Regions from separate parts of the Zea mays genome. Here regions 1 and 3 are each linked to region 2. A link is a contact called in public Hi-C data. All regions are on one chromosome and are shown on one strand. The core of a region is the stretch at or near the end of the contact, and the rest is flanking DNA. Distances in the headings are between cores, read along the strand shown. Region 1 has its middle 34 kb from the start of LOC103646581. Region 2 holds the start of LOC103646582 (splicing factor-like protein 1). Region 3 holds the start of LOC103646581 (aldehyde dehydrogenase family 7 member A1).

Region 1 (4,128 bases), core at 61-2,560, 150 kb after region 2:
AGATACAAAATGACGTGCAAACGCAAGCACCAGCCGAAAAGTGCATTTTGGAACAGCAGGAAAGATTTAGGAGAATATCCTGTCATCATCTCCTTGACACAACTATTAACGGTAATCTTTTTTATGCTACATTTGTAAATTGATGTTAATATACAGAGCATTGACTTACTATTTTCGTCTTTTTTCAGAGTTCAAGTATTCATCTTAATGCTGAAGAACTGTTGGCGTGATGAAGGTCATATTTAAGAGTAGTAATTTTGGATCATGCGTTGTAACGAAGGTGTTAGCTAATTGTTGATGCTTTTTTATTTTGTAACATATGGGGCAATAACTCAAGAACTTATGCATGAATTTAGCCATCGGTACCAGAGAATTTCCATATGAGATAAGAGAAAGCAGCAGCAAAACAGAGCAGTAGCGTCTGTTCTCTATCCAAGACTGACTATGCGTCTGTGTGTCTATTTTTTTTTTTTATTGTTTTGGTGTGGTAGACAGCTCAACCGTTGGATGCAAGGAACGGTTACAGTAAAAACGTCTAAGTCAGGTGATCCGCGCCCGTCTCTCCACGAGCTGAGATAAACAGATTTATCTTAAATTTCGTGTCGTATCTGAATTCCGAGAATCTATATGTTAACACAAATGAAGGGATTGTGATCGGACAGCAAAAGGGAAGCCAGGAGTTGTATTCTTTAGTAAAATGGGAAATTCAGAGAGAACAGTGCGGGAAGAAAGACAGCTAGACCTAGATGTAGAGGGAGTAGAGGAGCTTGAGGTAAAAGATGAACAAGAAGAATCCGTGGTGTTCAGAATATTTTTTCCATGATGCCCGCCTCTCTTTGTTCCTACTCTTTATAGTGCTTATTTTCAGCTAGTTGAGCCGGTGTGTACCATATGGCCATATGGGTCTAGTTCCTCTGGGAAGCCGAAGGAACCCTTCCTAAAAAGGATAGCTGACTGAACTGATTCGATGTCCCCTCCCAGGTATATATATGTCGAACAGATGGAAGAGGGTCTAAATTTCGTCGAAGTAAACTTGTTGTTGAGTTGTTCTTCAGTGCCCCGTCCCACTCCACATCGCAGATCCTTCTAGAAAAATTAACCCGGCAGATTCTTCTCGAGAAATCGGTTGCAGCGACCAAGACCGGTGAGGAGGAGCTTCAGTTCGGCTTCCACTATCGATCCTTCTAGAATTGTCACTCGATAAAAAGGAGCTAAGCAAGATCGAACGAGTGACCGTGGAGAAGCCTTTCACCACCACCTTTACTTTGATGACTGCTCCCTCCGCTGCACGCACGTCGCTGCAACCAGCCCAGCCGGTGCGAAATAGAGACGGGTCTCCATCAGAGCCGTGCGACGGAGACCAACCCAACACGTACAGGTACAGCCGGTTCCCTCTTGACCGCGTCTCTCGCCTCACGTCAATTACAATTACCATCCGCCTTGGGCTGGGAGACTTGCAAATCCAGTACTACAAATGTTCACACACACACACACAAAAAAAAAATCGTTTCAGTACACACAAGAGTAGTAGTTAAGCTGGTTTGGTTTGTTTGATGATCCTGCACGTGAAAAACGTTGCATAACATCGATGGAGGTTTGTTCGTATAAACACAGATTACTAGGTACACATGCATGGCACAATCCCTCGAAATGTCAAGGAATTTGAACTAACTCAAAGTTCATGCCCGGTTGAAGGGGGTTAGGTGCTTCATTTCCTGGTTACATGTTCCAACTTCCAACGGACGAGTGTTAGTTAGTTAGTTAGTTAGTTAGTTATGGCTGAAATGGAATTGGATCACGTGAAATTAGTGTTCATGTGCTAAACTGGGTTCAGATATGTGGGAACGTAAGCACCCTGGTTTGATGGACGCAGGACGCACTACAGGAAAACGCAATTTTTCCGACGGCCAACGCTATTTCCGACGGTTCTTAGGGTACCGTCGGAAATAGAGCTATTTCCGACGGCCCTACGGCGTTACTTCCGACGGGACCCGTCTTAAGCCGTCGGAAGTAACTACTTCCGACGGTTCAGGACTTATTTCCGACGGTTTAGGCCGTCGGAAACTGGTCGTTTTCCTGTAGTGACGCTACTGTAGATGACAGGACAAATACGTGGAAGATAGTCGATTTCGATGATCCTGACACGAGATCCTATTGGTACGTAAGCCTATATACATAATAACCTATCAGCCAGCGCCAGTACGTATCTAATCGATCCTATCTGATAGATGTGTGATACAGAGTGAGGTGTACATCATGGAGACATTTCATGACTGTAAGATGGATGCATTAATGTCGAGTTGCCTCTTTCATGAAGGGGCCCCGCCTACGGAGTTGTTGGGACTTATTCTCAAATGCTATAAATTAAGAACAAGACAACACAAAAAAGATATTAATAGTTAAAGTTCTTTGTCCTTCGAAACATTATTTCCCTTAAGATATAACGATCTTCGGACGAAGGTCATGAAGAACGTACTTTCATCATCTCAGTATGTATTAATGAAAGACAAAGCATATGAAACATGAGAAATAACATTAATAATCATATGATATTATTAACATATCTTCATTATATCATCATAAATAAAAATAATATTGAATTACATTCGTACCTTCGGCTTAACAGAAGGTAAAAATACAAGTGTGACGCACGAGCGAATACAAGTCAACATGAACAGTACGGGGGTACTGTTCACCTATTTATAGGCACGGGACGCAGCCCGGTCAAAATTACATTTATGTCCTTTACAACTAGTTACAATCATGACACAAATTATCATGGGTCGATCGGTCTTTTCCTTTTTAAGTCGGTGCAACCCTTCGTCTCAAGGCACGTCGCTATGCCGAAGCTCCCTGGATGGTAGCTTCGGCGTTACTTCTGTGTTGATCTTCCGAAGGTGTTTCTTCTTACAGGACCTTTGGCGACGAAGCAGACCCCCAACAGTAGCCCCTTCGCGGTGCTAGATCGTTTTTCGTAACGAGCTTTATCCATGAAAAAATCTCCAAGGCTTCGGGATGTCGAAGGTCCGAAAACACCTTCCTTGAGCTCGTTGCCGAGAAACGATTAAAATATTCCGAGCGTGAGGTAGCCCACCATGCGGCGGATACATGCCTCGCACCTCCCACGCGCTGAGTGGTCCACCGTTCAGTGGGTGCGGGTAACTGTTCAGCGGGTGCGGGCAGTTTGACGATTCACCTTCACACCTGCAGCACTATATAAACAGACGGGTAGGTGTGAAGTTACCACAGCATTCATTGCCATTGCACTGTTGTGCTGCTGAAAAATTTAACCATAGCCGAAGCTTTTTCATCGCATTTTCGAGCAAAGCATCATCTTGATTTAGCTTCGGCATAAGACAAAGCTTCGTCAAAAACTGTAAAAATCGTCAACTTCGTAAGAACTGCAAGAAATTCAACATCAGATGGCCAGAGTACGCTCGACTGCGAGGGTGACCCGTGACGGAGAGGAGGCCGAAGCCACCGAGATTGCCCCGATCTCCGAAGTGATGAGACAATCGAGACTAGTTGTGGCAGAGGCAGCCATTGAACAAGGTGCACCTGCTGTCGAAACTGAACAAGATGTTGAGGAAGAAATCGCTGATGAAGAAGAAGAAGAAGATTATAGCATTCTGATCCCGTCAAAACCTAGCCACTTAGATTTTGGAAAATCTACCATTTCTGAAGCTGATATGCCCATGATGATGAAGCTGGGCCACTTCGGAAAAGCTGAGAAGAAGCTGATTCGCTTTGCCGGAGAAGAAACCACTCCGAAGCCCAAAAATGACGAGGTGGTAGTTTTCAAGAGCTTTTTTAGAACGGGATTGCGGTTTCCCTTGAACAAGATGATTGGGGAAGTTTTGGATAATTATGAAATCTATCTTCACCAGCTGACCCCTAACGCTATCGTTAGGCTCAGCGTCTTCATTTGGGCCCTTCGAAGCCAAGGAATGGACCCGAATGCTGAAGCTTTCTACCGAGTGCATGAGCTACATTACCAGACGAAGGCCAGAGAAGACGGGCTGCATGAAAACTTTGGTTGTTATAACTTTGCATATCGCAAGGATATGAAGGCCCCGGTGCTTAGCTATCACACCAAGTGGCCAACCAGTTGGAAAAGTGAGTGGTTCT
Region 2 (4,534 bases), core at 195-2,694:
CTCCAGGATGTCCGGTGCACGCCGGACAGCTACTGTTCCTTGTCCAGTGTGCCAGTATGGGCACGCCTGCCATCTGTGCGCGCTGCGCGCGCATTTATTGCACCGCAGAGAGCCGTTGGCGCGGAGGTAGCTGTTGCTCCGGAGTCGCACCGGACAGTCCAGTGCACACCGGACAGTCCGGTGCACACCGGACAGTCCGGTGCACACCGGACAGTCCGGTGAATTATAGTGGACTAGCCGTTGGAGTTTCCCGAAGCTGGCGAGTTCCTGAGGCCGACCTCCCTTGGCGCACCGGACACTGTCCGGTGTACACCGGACAGTCCGGTGAATTATAGCCGAGTCGCCTCTGGGAATTCCCGAAGGTGGCGAGTTTGAGTCTGAGTCCCCCTGGTGCACCGGACATGTCTGGTGGCACACCGGACAGTCCGGTGCGCCAGACCAGGGGTGCCTTCGGTTGCCCCTTTGCTCCTTTGTTGAATCCAAAACTTGGTCTTTTTATTGGCTGAGTGTGAACCTTTTACACCTGTATATTCTATACACTTGGGCAAACTAGTTAGTCCAATTATTTGTGTTGGGCAATTCAACCACCAAAATTAATTAGGGACTAGGTGTAAGCCTAATTCCCTTTCAGAATTTAAAACTAATTTTTAGTCATGATATTAAGAATATTATGAAGTATAAGAATAAAAGTTTATATAATTTTTGTGTGCATTATTTTACCCCTGCAACAAAAAGATGAAAAAACATCTGAATCCGTATTTCGATAGATATCTAAATTTTATATCAATTATTTAGATTGAGAAGGAATTTGAGATTTACTTTTGATGAATATTAATAGACTCAATGCTAAAAATAAAAATAAGAATATAAATTTACATAACAAATTATATGTTATATATTTACAATCGACGAAAGAAGAAAAAAAATAACATTTGAATAAGTATCCAGATCAATCTCTAGTATTTTGGGAGCATGGCAAGAAAGGGAGCACAAATACGAACCGTTAGAGGCCTTTTTTTTTGTTTGTAAAACGTGTTTTTGGGATGTAAGGAACTGTTGAAGATGCTATGCTAGGTAAAGATCACATGGACTGTATAGGTTCTGGAATCGTGAAAAGAAACATAGGCTTTGTTTGGCACAGTCTATTTTAAGCTTTTTTCACAAATTTAAGCAGAAATTTTATTAAACAGACAGCTTCTATACCAGCTTATTAGTTCAGCAACTTCTCAAAATAAACTAAAAGCAGTCAATAAACAGAAGCTGATTTTTAACAGCTTATCAAATAAACTGCTTTTTCAATAAGCATCAGCTGTGCCAAATAAAGCCAATTGCTCATGGCCCATTTAGAAAAAGGCTGCATCTGGCCAACAAATTAACAGCCTGACTATTACCGAGAGTCCAGTCCGATCCGAACACAACCGTCTTTACAGTTACAGGTGCACTAGAACGCTGAGCGCACGCATCCCCGAAACCCCTAATTCTCCATTGATCTTTTCCCTTCAGAAAACAGAGCGAGTCCAATTCGAGACGGCTCTCCCCACATCACCACAGCGCAGCCGCAACCATGGCTTCCGCCGAAACCCTAGCCCGCTCCCCCTCACGCGAGCCCTCTTCCGACCTGACCCGCGCCGACTCTTCCGAGCCCCACCACAACATCGATGGCTCCGGCGCGGGCGCCGGAGACTCATCCCGCCGCCGCCGCCGCTCCCGCTGGGAGCAGTCTAACGACGACTCCGCCGCCAACAACTCCGGCGGCGAGGGCGGGACCGGGGGCCGGAAGCGCAAGACGCGGTGGGCCGAGGAGGAGCCGCGCCCGGCGATCGCGCTCCCGGACTTCATGAAGGACTTCGCCGCCGAGATGGACCCCGAGGTGCACGCCCTAAACGCGCGCCTCCTCGAGATCTCGCGTCTGCTGCAATCGGGCCTCCCGCTCGACGATCGCCCCGAGGGGGCGCGCTCGCCCTCCCCTGAGCCTGTCTACGACAACCTCGGCATCCGCATCAACACCCGCGAATACCGCGCTAGGGAGCGCCTCAACCGCGAGAGGCAGGAGATCATCTCGCAGCTTATCCGCCGCAACCCCGCCTTCAAGCCCCCCTCCGACTACCGCCCACCCAAGCTCCAGAAGAAGCTCTACATCCCCATGAAGGAGTACCCAGGCTACAACTTTATCGGCCTCATCATTGGCCCTCGTGGCAACACGCAGAAGCGCATGGAGAAGGAGACTGGTGCCAAGATTGTCATCAGGGGGAAGGGTAGTGTCAAGGAAGGGAAGCTGCTCCAGAAGAGGGACCTCAAGCCAGATCCCAGCGAGAACGAAGACCTCCACGTGCTTGTTGAGGCAGATACACAGGAGGCACTGGATGCAGCTGCTGGTATGGTGGAGAAGCTGCTCACCCCGGTGGATGAGGTGCTCAATGAGCACAAGCGGCAGCAGCTCCGGGAGCTTGCCGCGCTTAATGGAACAATTAGGGACGATGAATTTTGTAGGACATGTGGTGAGGCTGGTCACAGGCAGTATGCTTGCCCCAACAAGATGAACACATTTAAGAGTGATGTTCAGTGCAAGATCTGCGGGGACGGTGGGCACCCAACTATTGATTGTCCGGTCAAGGGCACTTCTGGGAAGAAGATGGATGATGAATACCAGAACTTCCTGGCTGAGCTTGGTGGTGGGAGTGCACCTGAGTCCATGAACAAATCTGGTGGTCCGATGTTGGCTCTTACAGGAAGTGGTGGTAGCGGTGGTGCTTCTACTGGAACTGGGAGTAACCCGCCTTGGTCGGCCGGTGGTGGTGCCGCTTCCACTGGGCTCAATGGTATCAAGAAAGATTATGACGAGACAAATCTTTATATTGGATACCTGCCACCTACAATGGACGATGCAGGTTTAGTCAGTCTGTTTTCGCAGTTTGGGGAGATTGTCATGGCTAAGGTGATCAAGGATCGAAACACTGGACAGAGCAAAGGATATGGATTTGTCAAGTATTCAGATGTGTCACAGGCCAATGCAGCGATTGCTGCAATGAATGGTCACCATCTTGAAGGGCGAGTTATTGCGGTTAGAGTTGCAGGAAAGCCGCCACAGACAGCACCAGCAGTGTCAGCACCCCCATCATATCCTCCTCCGGATCCTACTTCAGGTGGCTATTCCTCCCAGTCCTACATGGGGGCACCACCACCTCCTCCTCCAGGGAGTTATGCTCCAGTTCCTTGGGGGCAGCCGCCACCATATGCTTCATATCCTCCGCCACCACCAGGCTCTGGTGTCTACAGTCCTGCACCCCCTGCACCAGGTCAAGCTGCCCCACCTCCGTATGGGATGCAATATCCACCACCACCACCACCCCCAGCAGCTCCAATCCCTCCACCAGGCACTGCTCCATCAAGTGATGGAGCTCAGAACTATCCACCTGGTGTAACACCACCAAGTTCTGGCTCATCCACTCACCCTGTTGCAACATCAGTATATGCATCATCTGGTGCACCAAATGCACCATCGATATACCCTCCACCACCTTATAGTTATTCCTCATACTACCCTCCACCATTTCAGCCACCACCTCCACCACCACCACCACCGGCTAGTGTTGATCCCTCTCAGAGTATTGCAACTGCACCTTGGCTAACCCACAGTGTGGTGGTGCCACCACCACCCACGAGTGTTGATCCTTCTCAGAGTATTTCAACTGCACCTTGGTTAACCCACAGCGCAGTGCCGCCACCACCACCACCTTTGTCCTCCACAACCGACCAGTCTACTGCTTCCTATGGTGCCGATGCAGAGTATGACAAGTTTATGTCAGAGATGAAGTGATACGAGCGAAGCTGGATGATTCTTCCAATGAAGGGCAAAAGGTAACTTAACATGATCTGTCTCTGTTCTATTAATTTCGGTAGGTTCAGTTGGGTATGGTTTGCTATTTTATTGACAAGGAAACCCATGTTTCAATTATTCCGTGTGTTTTATTATTTATATTCTATATACTACTGTACTTATATTTGATCATTGTGCTGATGTACCATATAGTTATATCTTACACGTTGTTTGGTTTTGACTTAGGGGGTGTTTGGGACTGCTCCAGTTTCCAGCTTCATAGTGGAGCTGTGGTTTATAATATAAATTTAAATAGTTTAAAGATATTTTAAATGTTAATAATAAACAAAATGACTTATCTAAATGTCCTTTATAGGTTCATAGCTCCAACTCCATGGTTTCCTGGAGCACTAATGACCTGCTCCACCAACTCTACCAAATTTTCTGGAGCTGTAGCAGTCCCTAACACCCCTTTAATGAGTCTACACTGCAAAAGTTTCTTGGAGTCTATATTGTGCCATAGTTATTTATTTTTCTTTCAATATCTTATGGTTTTATGGATTTTCATCCTTTTGCTAGAGGTATTGTTTTTGTATTAACTATTAAAGCAAACACATGTATTGTCTCACTGAGGACGCTTATTTATGATAATATCTTATTGTTAAAATGAGGTCAGGACTAACATGCTCATGCTTGTCTTAGATGGTAAGGAAGTCA
Region 3 (4,156 bases), core at 805-3,304, 180 kb after region 2:
AGATGTGACGTTGGAGCGCATTATAAGTTTATAACCATGCAGCGGATCCGATATTCTGATCGTCCGACGACCGTTTCACGCCGGAGAAAGGCAGCAGCAGCAGCCAGCAGGCGAGTGTGATGGTGGTGGTGGTGCCTCGTTCAACCTTCGATTCAACGGACGGGCACGTGAGCCGCCGTCGCTGTCGTCCGACCGTTCCGTTTCCCCGCCACCGGCCGCGACGCCGGGTGGGAGCACCGGGTCAGGCGGGGGGGCCAGGCGGTGCTGGTCTCCGGTCCACTCTCTCCCGCCGGCCGGCCACCGCAGTCCGCAGACATGATTGCTCAGCACTCACCGGTCCTGGTTTAGTTGCCACGCCAAGGCAGCGCCGATCCACCACCACACACACACACACACACACTGAAAAGCTGGCTTTATTTCACCGCACCATCTGCGGCCGAACCAGCGCAATTATCTTTTTTTTCCCTATGCTTATTAAGCTAAAAAAAGCTTTTTCTATTCTTATTACCACACTACCAGTCCTCAAAGCAAAATGCACCTCACCTCAGCGAGACCTTAATTATTATCTGGTACGGTCAGGGTAGCAGCAGGCCAGGTCGTTCCTGCTTGCTTGCTTGCATGGGTGGACGACGGCATCATCTCTTCTGGTTCTGGATGCACCACGCCAGGCCAGATCCGCTGTCAAGTTGAGCTTAATTAAAACAACTGCCTTAATCACATCCATTTTAAAAGGCCCGTGAGAAGCTTCGACGGGAGGAGGACTGGGAAAAAAATCGAAGACTTAGCAAAAAATAAAATAAAATAAAGGGCCATCATTTTCCTTTTGCAGAGGCTGCTAGAAAACCAACGACGCTACGGTCAAAAGTAGATAAAGAAAAAAAAGGGCATAATAACATCGCGCCACTGAATACGTCTACCCTGTTTCAAAATGGAATATGTCTGCTTAACGTCGTCGGAGTACGTTGTTTTTCAGACGACTTGTACTGACGTGCATACCAACACTATATATAATTTCGTCGAATACCTTTTGAATTACGATCTGAGACGACATGCATGCACGACGCAGCTTCATATATATATAGTTTCATATAAACAATTCTGAGACAAACGAACACGAAGCAGCTAGTTTCCACCTGATATCTACAGTCCACACGGTGACACCTGACACGAGCATATGTCGTCATTGCACACACAAAATCCCACCCAACCCACGCATAGGCTCGTTATCACAGACAAGCTTGGCTATAAACGTAGGTAGATGTCTAAGACTATGTTTGGAAGCAACTTATACTATTTGCATAATGAATTTTAAAATAAAACGTATGATAGAGAATCACTACACGACGACACGACGGTTGATCTTTAGCGACCCTTATTAGATACCAACTGTTGGTTGCTAAAGGTTAGGGACCAACTGTCAGTCGCTAAATCCTTTTGTAGCAACGGTCGGTTGGTCGCTAAAAGTCTAGAAATTTAACAACTTATGGTTGGTCGCTATAGATGTCGTCGGGGACTAGCGGTGGGTCGCTATAGAGCAAGGATCACTATCAAATCCTATAGCCTGAACGTACCTGTATATGTTAGTGACTAAAAATTAATTAAAACAAGTAAACATTGATCGCTAAATTGTAGTAAAGGAAAAAAGAATTGTAGAAAAGAAAAAAAAAGAATTATGGAAAAGAAAATTGTAACACTATAAAAATCATAAAATAAAAATAATGCATTTAGTTATTAATGATATTTATAATAATCAATTTTATTTTAAGTGTTTGTTATGTATTTGCATTTGGAATAATTTTTTATTGCCCATGATTGATTTTTGGTTATTGAATAACATTTCTTCTTAAATAAAAATCCTAGTAAATAAAAATATAATAATTATTAGCCAAAAAATAATATTTTATTTATAAATAATTTTGGTTTAATTACTATGAATTTTAGGGTTATTTAAAAATGTATTTTAAATTAGAAAAGGAAATAAAAAAAAGAAAAAAAAACAAAACCTAACCAAATCGGCCCATTAAGGCCCAGCCCCACTCCCCTAACCCTAACCGGCCGTCACCCTTGCCCGCCATTAACTGCCTCTCCTCCCTAGCCCATCCGCGCGCCGTCGTCTCCTCCCCAGCCGGGCGGCCGCGTGCCGTCCCGTCCCCAGCCCATCCGCGCGCCGTCGTCTCCTCCCCAGTCGACCGGCCACGCGCCGTCCCGTCCCCAGCCAGCCACGCGCGCAGTCCGTCGTCCCGTCCCCAGCCACACGCGCGCAGTCTCCTCCCCAGCCACACGCGCGCAGTCCGCCGTCCCGTCCCCAGCCACGCACGTCTAATGGTTCAGCAACAAGTTAGTGCAAGATTTGGTAAATGCCTTCTTGAACTTAGCGGAAACAATGCCACCATTGTTATGGATGATGCAGATATCCAGCTAGATGTGCGATCTGTCTTGTTCGCTGCTGTTGGTACAGCAGGACAACGCTGCACTACATGTCATAGGCTGGTATGGTATTTTTCTTTTGTTTCTCTTTTCCGTATAGTGGTTCGTTTTCAATTTGTTTAATTGTCTTTCCCATTTTATTACAGATTCTTCATGAGAATATATATCAAACCTTCCTTGATCAGCTTGTTGAGGTATACAAACAAGTCCGAATTGGGGATCCGTTGGAGAAAGGCACCTTACTGGGACCACTGCACACTCCTGCTTCAAAAGAGAACTTTTTAAAAGGCATTCAGACTATCAAATCTTAGGTGAAGGTTAAAAGTAGTGTTACATTATCGGTTCCTACAATTATTTGAACCTCCATTACAATCTCACTGGATATAAATAGCTATGAGAATCATGTTATTCCGAGTTTACTGCCTTATTGGTATTCAAAGTTAAATGTACCCCTCTGATCACAAAAAAGTGTTTTGGACAAGGTTTGGTCAAACCGTAAAAACTACGAACATCAGTAACTAAATTATTTAGGTGAAGCATGTAAGTTATCTGTCTTTGTTCGAAATAATTGCAAGCATAAATTTGAAGGATATTAAGAAATTAATGGTAAAAAGATATGCATTGAAGTAAAATGTGACAAGTATTTTTACCTGGAGGAAGTATTATTTTATGTAAGCCGTTAAATTCTAACAATATAATTTGACATGTTTTATTCAGGGAGGGAAAATCCTTTTTGGAGGATCTGCCATTGAATCAGAAGGAAACTTTGTGCAACCAACAATTATGGAAATTACACGTTCTGCACCAGTTGTGAAAGAAGAACTCTTTGGTCCTGTCCTTTATGTTATGAAATTTCAGGTAGCATATAGTTCAATATTATGTTTTTTTTTGTATTTTGTATCTGTTCTAATTTCTACAATTGAGAACTACTGTGTCTAATATCCATGAGGTTTGTGTTTCCTACAGACCTTGAAGGAAGCAATTGAAATCAATAACTCTGTTCCTCAAGGATTGAGCAGTTCTATATTTACAAAGAGGCCAAATATTATTTTTAAGTGGCTCGGGTAAGTAGCTCAATGATATCGAGAATTTAATTAGTATTGAACAAAGGATGTCTCTGTATTTGTGGAAAGCAAATGCGAGCTGTATTGCTCATCCCTCTTTTGCATTAGATGCCTGTGTGGACAGTGTGGTGGACTGGTGGTACTGCATCGGTAGCATTCTAGTTTTTGCTTAATTGAATGGTAGTTATTTTGGTTTACAAGGTATATCTTAAGAAAGTCCGGTTCACTATTTTTCATTTTGGTTGGTATATTCACACAGCACACTATTCAGCTAGTCCCTTCTCTAGGACAAAAAATCATGTCTTTTTTGCGTGCCAATATCATATATTCAATCTGATAATATCCAGTAAAGCAGTAAGCTCAGCTGGAGTTTCCATACATGTCATAAACATTTAACCATACTCGGCCACAAAATAAACCCTATATAACATATTTTGAAATTTGAATATTTATTGCAAAAAGTTCTCATCTTTTGTGGGGTCCTTTGGGTTATATTTTTTGATTGCCAATAAGTCTCACTGTTTGTTCTCTTATTATGCAGGCCCCATGGTAGTGATTGTGGTATAGTGAATGTGAACATACCTACTAATGGTGCTGAAATTGGTGGAGCATTTGGTGGAGAAAAAGCAGCTGGTGGTGGACGAGAAGCAGGGAGTGATTCCTGG

Evidence for each region. Hi-C and Micro-C count contacts between places; a contact is called where the count stands out from the background.
Region 1: a Hi-C map of leaf shows a contact between it and region 2, with 5 times the contacts expected there. The contact joins the enhancer-like site here to the promoter of LOC103646582 in region 2. A contact is called at or near these places in 2 of 25 Hi-C or Micro-C datasets (ear and leaf).
Region 3: a contact with region 2 is called in a Hi-C map of leaf, with 4 times the contacts expected there. The contact joins the promoter of LOC103646581 here to the promoter of LOC103646582 in region 2. A contact is called at or near these places in 3 of 25 Hi-C or Micro-C datasets (ear and leaf).

What each region holds. Positions count from the first base shown.
Region 1 is chr2:73,966,068-73,970,195 of Zm-B73-REFERENCE-NAM-5.0, reverse strand. No RefSeq gene overlaps it. Among protein-coding and RNA genes, the nearest start is that of LOC103646581, 34 kb to the right of the region's middle. Within about 2 kb of position 1,310, at least 10 of the 20 cell types and tissues checked have an H3K27ac peak or open chromatin away from gene starts, as enhancers often do. A contact at or near this core is called in leaf, where this site is marked.
Region 2 is chr2:74,115,780-74,120,313 of Zm-B73-REFERENCE-NAM-5.0, reverse strand. It overlaps LOC103646582 (splicing factor-like protein 1), which reads left to right and starts at 1,444. Exons shown (of 2, transcript XM_020548336.3): 1 at 1,444-3,858; 2 at 4,194-4,534. The coding sequence starts at 1,565. The coding sequence ends at 3,817.
Region 3 is chr2:73,932,395-73,936,550 of Zm-B73-REFERENCE-NAM-5.0, reverse strand. It overlaps LOC103646581 (aldehyde dehydrogenase family 7 member A1), which reads left to right and starts at 2,054. Exons shown (of 6, transcript XM_035965297.1): 1 at 2,054-2,490; 2 at 2,574-2,738; 3 at 3,145-3,285; 4 at 3,394-3,491; 5 at 4,033-4,156. The coding sequence starts at 3,211.